Regions from separate parts of the Mus musculus genome. Here region 2 is linked to region 1. Evidence: chromatin contacts called from public Hi-C data. All regions are on one chromosome and are shown on one strand. Each heading gives the region's core, a stretch centred on a gene start, on an enhancer-like site or on the middle of the called end of the contact. The rest is flanking DNA. Distances are from core to core; before and after follow the strand shown. Region 1 overlaps Gm39129 (a long non-coding RNA gene). Region 2 has its middle 8.5 kb from the start of Gm32594.

The links. A called contact is a pair of places that touch in the nucleus more often than the background predicts.
Region 2: a contact with region 1 is called in a Hi-C map of the N1E-115 cell line, with 2.5 times the contacts expected there. The contact joins two enhancer-like sites. A contact is called at or near these places in 3 of 484 Hi-C or Micro-C datasets (the N1E-115 cell line, embryonic stem cells and nephron progenitors).

What each region holds. Positions count from the first base shown.
Region 1 is chr8:10,758,935-10,763,262 of GRCm38.p6, forward strand. All of the region lies in intron 2 of Gm39129 (a long non-coding RNA gene), which reads left to right. Among named protein-coding and RNA genes, the nearest start is that of Gm32429, 14 kb to the left of the region's middle. Within about 2 kb of position 2,072, at least 126 of the 459 cell types and tissues checked have an H3K27ac peak or open chromatin away from gene starts, as enhancers often do. A contact at or near this core is called in the N1E-115 cell line, where this site is marked.
Region 2 is chr8:10,910,384-10,914,711 of GRCm38.p6, forward strand. No RefSeq gene overlaps it. Among named protein-coding and RNA genes, the nearest start is that of Gm32594, 8.5 kb to the right of the region's middle. Within about 2 kb of position 2,273, at least 23 of the 459 cell types and tissues checked have an H3K27ac peak or open chromatin away from gene starts, as enhancers often do. A contact at or near this core is called in the N1E-115 cell line, where this site is marked.

The DNA.
Region 1 (4,328 bases), core at 822-3,321:
GATTAACATTTCTACAGAGCATAGATAATAGTTTCCTCTTGGAAGTAAATTATTTTATGATAGTTATGTTTCCATTGGATTAAAATGAATTCTCCTTAAATTACTCAACACCAGCTGATGTAACTTTAAATTTTTATAGGTCCAAGCTCAAAGGCAGCAACTTCTTAGCTCTATTAACAGTGATGTTTATCCATTCCAAACCCTTATCTGGAGGGATAATTTCTGAGCAACAGATGTGTCTTACAGTTTTTGCTAAGAGCCTATTGTGCGGAGACTGACACTGTGTTTGTTATCTGTTCGCCATGTCTCTCCCATTTCTAGAGACCTACCTAGATTTTATTTTCAACAGTGACCTTAGATTATGTATCAGGCATAGCATTAAGTGCTGAAGCTGACAAAACACAGACTGAAATAGACCCTTGGCCATTCTTGGCAGCCATGCACAGCTTGTGTTCAATACCAGGGGTCAAAGCCTCTGTCCTTTGCTCAACTTGACCCTGTGAGGACCAAGACAGAATGGTGACTGAGGGCAGGGACCACTTTTTCCATACACAGTCATGTCACCTCATTTCCCTGGGATGTCTTCCTTATGGACGTAAAGACTGCTGAGAGAGAGGCGAATGCTTTTCCTGAATGGCCAGTGAGCATTCTTTGCAAAACACAAAGCCTGATGCAGCACACTGGTACCCTCCTGACTCTGCTGTTACACACAGCTTCCTGCCCACTGGAGAGCTTGTTTAACCAGGGCAACATTCTGAACAGGGCCATGCACCATCTCTCGAAAGACCTATGCATATTTTTTTAAAAGTGTCTTGAAATGACAGTGAATGAAACAGGAAGCAGTTTCCCTGTACTGAGGGTCTGGCTCTGAGGAAGTTTGGTGTTAAAAATATGCACTGTTTTATACAAAGTAGCACATATCTTTAGGTCTCTGGTTAACTTCCATGAACACAGCACAGACCACGTGTCTCAAATTTGTGTCATCTTTAGACAAAGACAATTAATTGCCCTGGTCTATTAACAGAGGACCCTGACACCAACTGAAGCAATTACTGAAATTCAGGTAGACTGAAATTTGTTCTCGCTGTGTATAAGTGAACATGTGACACTCATTGTTCAAAGGCAGGTCCGTGCTGCCTTGAGCTTTGTAGTACATCACCAAAAAAGGGACCAACTTACTTTCCCCTGTGCTCTTTGCAAACCAAGATCTACACAAATTAAATGCATACAAACTCATGCTAATACCTTCAAGCAAGCAGATGTATGCAGAAAGAGCCAATAGATACGAGGACCATACAAGGAGCACTTCCTCTGGAGGGAACAACAGAGCCAGAGTCTCAACTCAGGGAGGCTGTGAAGGGTTTGTGCTTTAAAATGAGGAGCCATGTTGTTCTACAGTTTTCATGTTTGCCAAGTCCACGACTTGAAAATACACACCCTTCCCATGAGCGTTCATTCCCACGCATTGTTTTAAATGCAAGATCCAAGGCCACTGGGTTGTTGACAGCATCATTGTTTAGATTCTGAGTTTAGCGATTCTGCGTTTGAAACCTGACATCTGAAACAAATTGTGGAAAGGGAATTTCTTTGACTTGCTTGAGAAACAAATCCTGTTACAGAATTGTTGACTTTCTGTAATTGCCTTTAAAACCCCAGTGGAAGGCTGTTACACTGAGCTCATGGGTGACGTGTAGAGAAGTGCAAGACACACACATACACACATGAATACACATGCACAAGAACACAGACACACTCATACACATGCACACACAGAAGAACACACGCATGCACGCATGCACGCATACACACACACACACACACACACACACACACACACACACACACACACACACTGGCTGTGGACCTAGCTCACCCTGCTAATTACCCTGCCTGCACGGACACCGCTGTTCTCTTATTTTCTGCCTTCTCCGCCTGTGAGGCCCCTCAGCAGGGTGGTGCTTCAGGACTGTCTGGCCTGGGAGACCTTTCCGTCTGGGACAGTACCATTCTGTCTAGACGGGGAGAGCCCATCTGCTCTGCCGGGACTCTCAGTGCCAAGCGCACCTCCCTCCAGCCTCTGCCAAAAGCTTCCTTTTGAGCACTGTGAGTTGCAAGAACAGGCTGTCAAAACCATCCCTCCAGTGTGGCCTGTGCTTCCCTGCTTCCCGCCACTGGGCCTGCTCCTGGTTTGGCAGAGTCCTTTGTCCTCTTCAGCTTATGCCTTTGCCAGGGAGAGTGACAGCCAGGAGCAAAGGCTGCTCTCACCATCTCCCTAGTCATTTGTGAGAGCAAGCATAGTGCCTGCAAGGCTGGGCAGAACCCCCCTTCCGCTCTCCCCCTCCCTCCCCAGCTGTTTGCAAAGGACCGGAGGCTCCTCCTCAGAGCGGCAGAACCAGGGTTAATGCTCAAGAGAGCTGGGCAGTCCAGGGCAGCTCTCAGCTAGGCTGCTGTAAACAGAACCTCGGTCAGACTCTTAGATGTGCTGGGGCCTTTCCAAGACCCGTTAGACATCTAATAGAAACGTCATAGTCCACATGAAGCTTATTACTGCGCAGACGTGAGCCCCACAGTTCAAAGGTGCTGCTTCAATTTAATGAAGGGACTTAGTTCAGTAAAAGTTTATATGCTGCAAGTTTTCCAACTTGTCTGCTCCGTCTTTATATTATGGGTTATTCAACTCACCATAATGAAACCTTCAAAGAACTCAATCGCCCCGGGGCTGGCAGTCTTTCCAGATCAGACACCTCAGGACAAATAACTTTGGCGCTTTCTAAGCACATGGAGTGATGGGACTTTTATTCTGTTTTTCATTGCTCGGCACAAAAATCCACAGCTCCTTTTCCCAGGCCTTTAGGAAGGCCTATCAGGAAAGGGGCAGCAGCCTGCTTTCTTTGGTGAGGTCATGATTTTCCCTGTCGCAAGAAACTGTACTTCGAATGGACCGTGGAATGTGTAAAGAAACTCTGATACAATTCCTGGCAAGCAGGAAACAAACTATCACTCGATGGCATTGTCATCCTACAATGTTCAAAGAGGCCTCTTTGTTATGCCTCTTATTACTTAGGAATAAAAGGGGGTTACCTATATTCTTCTGTGGGGAACGTATAAACCCTAGGGTGCCCTTTATTCAGGCACAGTGGCGAGGTTGGCATTAGAAACCCAGCCTGGCTCCGCCCCTGTGAAGGGGCAGAGGGGAGGACAGCTTCTCAGCCTGCATCCCCACCAAGCATGCTCTGCGCAGCTCTATCAAATGGTCTGCGCTGTTACACCTTTGACCCATGGGCACTGTAGTGAAGCAATTGCTCTTCTTCTTTCACTGACTTATTAAAATATAAGTCACAATAGCAGCCATTCAATACCCATGTGACATTAATAATGCAGAGATGTGGGGACCCAGGATCCTACAGCATGTTAAGATCAACACGAAAAAATCTTAGCCTTTTTGTCCGGAGTCTATTTTCCTTGTTCCTGCCAATTTTTTTTTTTTTTTAAAATCATGTATACTAATCAGTAAAATTCTTTTATAGTTAATTGCTGTTGAGCAACAGCCACAGATAGAACGCTAAACGAGAAAGGGAAAATAATATAAAATGGAAGGAGAGAAGGGAGGTGGGAATGAAGGAGGAAAGGGAGGTAGGAGATGGAGAGGAAGGAGGGAAGAATGGAAGGATGGAGGGAGGGAAGGAGGGAAGGAGGGAGGGAGAGAAGGGGGAGGGAGGGACAGAGGGAGGGAGGGAGGGAGGGAGAGAAGGGGGAGGGAGGGAAGGAGGGAAGGAGAGAGGGAGAGAAGGAGGGAGGGAGAGAAGGAGGGAGGGAGAGAAGGAGGGAGGGAGGGACAGAGGGAGGGAAGGACAGAAGAAGGGAGGGGGAAAGGGAGGAAGGAGATGGAGAGGAAGGAAGGGAGGGAGGGAAGAAGGGAAGGAGGGAGGGAGAAACAGTAAATAGCAAAGCTGCCTTGCACTTCATTATTTCAAAGACCCTGATCTCCCTGTTGAATAAAACCCACAGTCTTCAGGACAATGGTGAGCAGATCCTTACAGAATCAGTCTTTTAACTTTGCACCTGTTGTAGGGTCTTGGAGAAAATACCAATTCAGTTGATAGTTTCCAAAAGAAAGTGTTTCACAGTGTTTCAAGCCTTCAGTGGGAGTTGGTGCTCCTGGATCCTTAGACTGCCTCATCTTCACAACCTGGTCTCCCATCCTGAGAAGCTGAGGTAAAGGATGTGTCTGAGTTCCTGAGCAAGTCAAGGAAGCTCTTCAAAGTCTGCTTAGCATTCTGGAATTCAGGGTGCGTTCTTTCAACCATGCCTTACACAGTGGGATTTCC
Region 2 (4,328 bases), core at 1,023-3,522, 150 kb after region 1:
TAGAATCTGTGGTGCTGTGAGCATGACTAACAAGATTAGCATCCACCAAGAATTCAACCTCACAGGAAAAGAGAGAGACTGTAGAGTCGGGACCTCAAGTTGGGTGACTTTGATAAAGAAAGTCCTGAAAAGCCCTAGCCGTCTGAGGAATCTGGCCTTTGGAAGCCACTCTTCCAGTCACCAGCCACAGTTTAGGCCAGGCAATGCCAAAGTTCACTGAGAGGAAACTAGAGTCTGGGGGGGTTGTGGCTGTCAGAATTGTTATTTCCTGTCATAATCTTGCAGCAACAGCTTTCTCTGGCGCAGGCTGGAAATGAAGTGTTTCCTTATTGTGAAGGACCTGAGATAGAGGGGCTAAACGTCCCAGAATGGGAAGTCATCCAGGAGCATGGACTTCCCCCCAGAGAACTCTCCTCAAGGACTCAGCATGTGGCCCCAGGCACAGGGAAAAAGCTTCCACACGAATCTTCACCAGAGTTTCTCATCAGTCAAGAAGAGACTAAACTCTACAGTAAATATCCCACCAAGTTCATAGCTACTAACAAGCCCGGACTCAACTGTTCACACAGGAATGTCTGCCTTCCTCACCTCTGACCACCTGGAAAACATGAAGGTTTGGGTTCTGCGTGTACAGAATGATTGTCATGCAGGGCCCTCGGCCAGCCAGACACTGGCCAGCTGTGTGGGACAGCAGGGACCCTTCTGTTTCCAGGGAGCCATGATGAAGACAGCAATGTCACAATCCACAATCGGGCTCACATGGAACAAGATGTTCCACTATGGACAGTTCCTGTAAATCTAAATGTAGCGTTTGCAACAGAGGAAGAAAGGGGCTGCAATCTAAGGAAGCAAGTTGTGAAGGAAGAGCTAAAGATGGAGACAGTGGCTTTTCAAAGAACAGCGGGGTTTACGATGGGGAAGAAGTGGTTAGGCCATGTCAGACAGAACCTTGGGCCCTTGTGCACAATGCCTGTGCATATGCGCACAGGGTTGTGGGGTGGTGATGGCTGCAGGGTTTCTAAACTCTTAGAAGATAAACCAGAAAGCACGCATGGGTTTGAACTGAAGTGGCTTGAACTTGGACACACTGGAATTGTGTCAAAGGTCTCCCCTGAGGTTTTAGAGAGGAGCTGAGCCAAGGGCTCTGCATCCCCATCCAGACAGAATGAACTCCGTGACTGAGCCTGGCTGGCTGTAGAGCTGAGACTGGTGGCAGAGGGCAGGGAGCTAAGCCAGGCTGGAGTTCAGACCAACCCCGCAGGCTTGTTTCCAATATGGGAGGAAGACTTCAGTTCTAACCCGAGAGTTCCTCTTTCACCTTTGATTCCTGTCCATCATGGGAGAATCAGGACTATGTTTCCTGAGAACTCTTCCAGGGCATGGATAGAACAAATATCCAAATTGAGCAGGGGGAAGAAGCCAGTCCGGACTGGCCTTATAGCAGTGATGGAGTTCATGTTAGATACAAAAAGCCTGGATCCTATGTGGGGCAATAGTGCACAACTATAATCTAAGAATTCAGAAAGCTGAGACAGGAGGATTCCTATAAGCAATAAGCTCAGCCCAGGCCAAACAGTGAAACCATGTCTGAGAAGCAATGTCTTCATGCTCATAGATCAGGAAAGCCTACAAGGGCAGCGGCAGGCTTCCTTCTAAGAAGGCAGATCACCCAGGAAAGTCAGAGCTGGGTAGGCTACAAGGTGGTGTCGACAGTGGGAAAATCTTCTGATGGGCTGCGTTCCTTGGTTTCCCAGGTTGCCATCCTGACTGAGGGGTGTGCTCCCTGAGGTGTGACTCAGCAGAAGGCTGGAGGCTGCTGCTGGATATGGAGCTCTCAGGGGTTCCCAGGCTAGACTCTTTATTCTGGCTTCCTAACTGAAGCACCAGGCAAACTCTGAGCTTCGTGGAAGACATTCTCCACGTCTCACCCCAGAAGGCAGCCGTGTCTGAAAGACATGCGAAATGCAGCTCAGTAGCTCTCTGGCCAGCAGAGAAAACACCCACCAAGTGCAAAGTGTGTGTGTAGTTAGGAGACCCAGAGTCCAGAAGCACGAGATATAGATGACTTCAATGCCTTTACAGGCATCAGTGCCCCCTCAACACTTCCAGCTCCCCAGAGGGGCCACCAGCCAGCTGCCTCCCCCACTCTCACATTGCTTTTCTCCATCTCTGTGCACTGAGGTGATCTTAACATGTCTGGACACTGTGACAGAGCAAAGAAGGCCATGTGCTAGGTCTAGGAGCAGGATCGAGATGGCAGAACTCCATTTGCTTCCCCGAGGTCAGGCACTTCTGTGTTTGATGATTTTAATCTGTTCTCCCATGTGAGCTCAACTGGCAGACACCCCATGACCCTCTTTTGCCTGGCACTCACCTCCTGGACTCTGTGTCCCCTCCTACTGGCTGCTGTTTTTCTTCTTTGGCCTCTGTTACTCCTTTTTAAAGATGCACATTAGAGAAAAGAGCTGTCCGTTTTCCCTGGTGACATCAGAAGCAAGTGGTCTTTAGAGTGCTCATCCATGAGACAGCAGGAATATGGGACAGTGACCCAGATTCCAGGCCACGCTGCAGGAATCTAAATATTACACTTCCAAAGATCCCCGAATCTAGTGCAAAGCTTTGGTTTATGTTATAGAAGAGACTCCTCCAAGTCTCTTTAAACAGAGAGAAGCAGAAAGAGAGGAACATGTACGCTTGGATTCTCTCTGATCTGAAACCGTGTGTTAAGTGACATGAATGGACATTTGCCTTTCTTATCTATGTGTGTCTTAATTAGCAGCATCAGAACACTGCACACCCCAGAGTATGTTTGTTTTCAGAGTCTGACTGAACTAAAAACTCTTCATTTGAATACATGGGCTTTCATAAGCTGCAAATCTTAGTAAGCAACAGTAACCTCTTTCACCTATGAAAACTGGGTGGAGCCAAGAGCACAGCCCTACACTGGAGCTAGGATTTGAGAAAAGCGTAGTCAAACTACGAACTTGTTCACTGCAAGGCTGTTACCAGTTTCACCAACACAGAGGCACCAAGGCTTGGAATGTGGTATTTGTCCCTCATGAACAGCAGTCTAGATAAATACAGATTTGTTCATGTAATTGCTCCTGGTTGACTTAGAGACACAAACTCATCCTGGGAGATAATCAACAAGATTTAATTACCAATGCAGCCATTCAGCAGGGTCAATTCTGGACAAAACTCAAGTAAATGCATGTGGACTTTATTTTTTCACAAGCAATCATTCTATTTGAGGTATGTATGTAGCTATTCAAATTCATTTTTATGAATTGAAACCGTCCCTACTGGAGGGAAGAGGAAGGCTCACAGGACAGCTGATAAGGCTAAGGAAGCTTCTAGAACTTTGTAGACGCAAGGCCTCTCCCTGAAGAGGCGACTGCAGCAGGCAGAGCAGTTTGTGAGGTGTGAAGAAGTTCCAGGGATGCAGTTCTGATGCGTTCTCATCCATTCGAAGGTGGATATCATCAGTGATGTGCCTGATTTTGGTCAACATGCTCCTGTAAGTAAGCCATGCCCTTGTAGGTGACCCCCACATGTGCTCCTGTAGGCAGCACCAGCTCATTGGCTGTCCAAGCTTGACCCAGGTGGAGTCCTTTCTTTGGTCTGCCATTGGTAGCCTTTCTGGAATGAAAAGACATTGGTTGATGTCTGCTTCCAAAAGGTCACAGAACTGCAACGTTATAACCTTACAGGTTTCAAAGTGAGCAATGTAGCACTGTCAACCACAGGACTGCCATTTGGATTGCCCTCTACATAGTTGGCTTTGAAAGGGAGAGAGGGAGCCACTACCCCAGAACCCATTCATTCAGCTCAGTAACCAATGTAATAGAGAGAAAGACATGCACGGTTGTCTTATGCAAAACCAGAATAATAAATTAAAATGCACAGAGGTGGAGAGCAAAGCTAGGGTCATCAGAGGTCAGAGGAAATGGGGACATATAGGTTATAGATCTGGGACACAAATCAGGAGATATATCAGGTGGCGAAATCTAGAGATTTAGTGTGATTTTAGACTCTAAGGATTTAAGAATTATATATGGAACTCCAATTCAATGTGTGTATATGAGTGTGTGAGTATATGTGTGTGTGTGTGTGTGTGTGTGTGTGTGTGTGTATATGTGCTTACATGTGTGTATGTGTTTGTGTGTGTGTGTGTGTGTGTATGTGTAGATGCTTTCATTAGCCTACCACAGGAACCTTTTTACCATCAGGGTGTATAAATGTCAACCCATTCCCTTGCAAAGGTGTAGTAACATAAAACGAGCTCTCCAACGAACCAGCCAGTTTTACTGCACTGTTCCTGCCAGGCA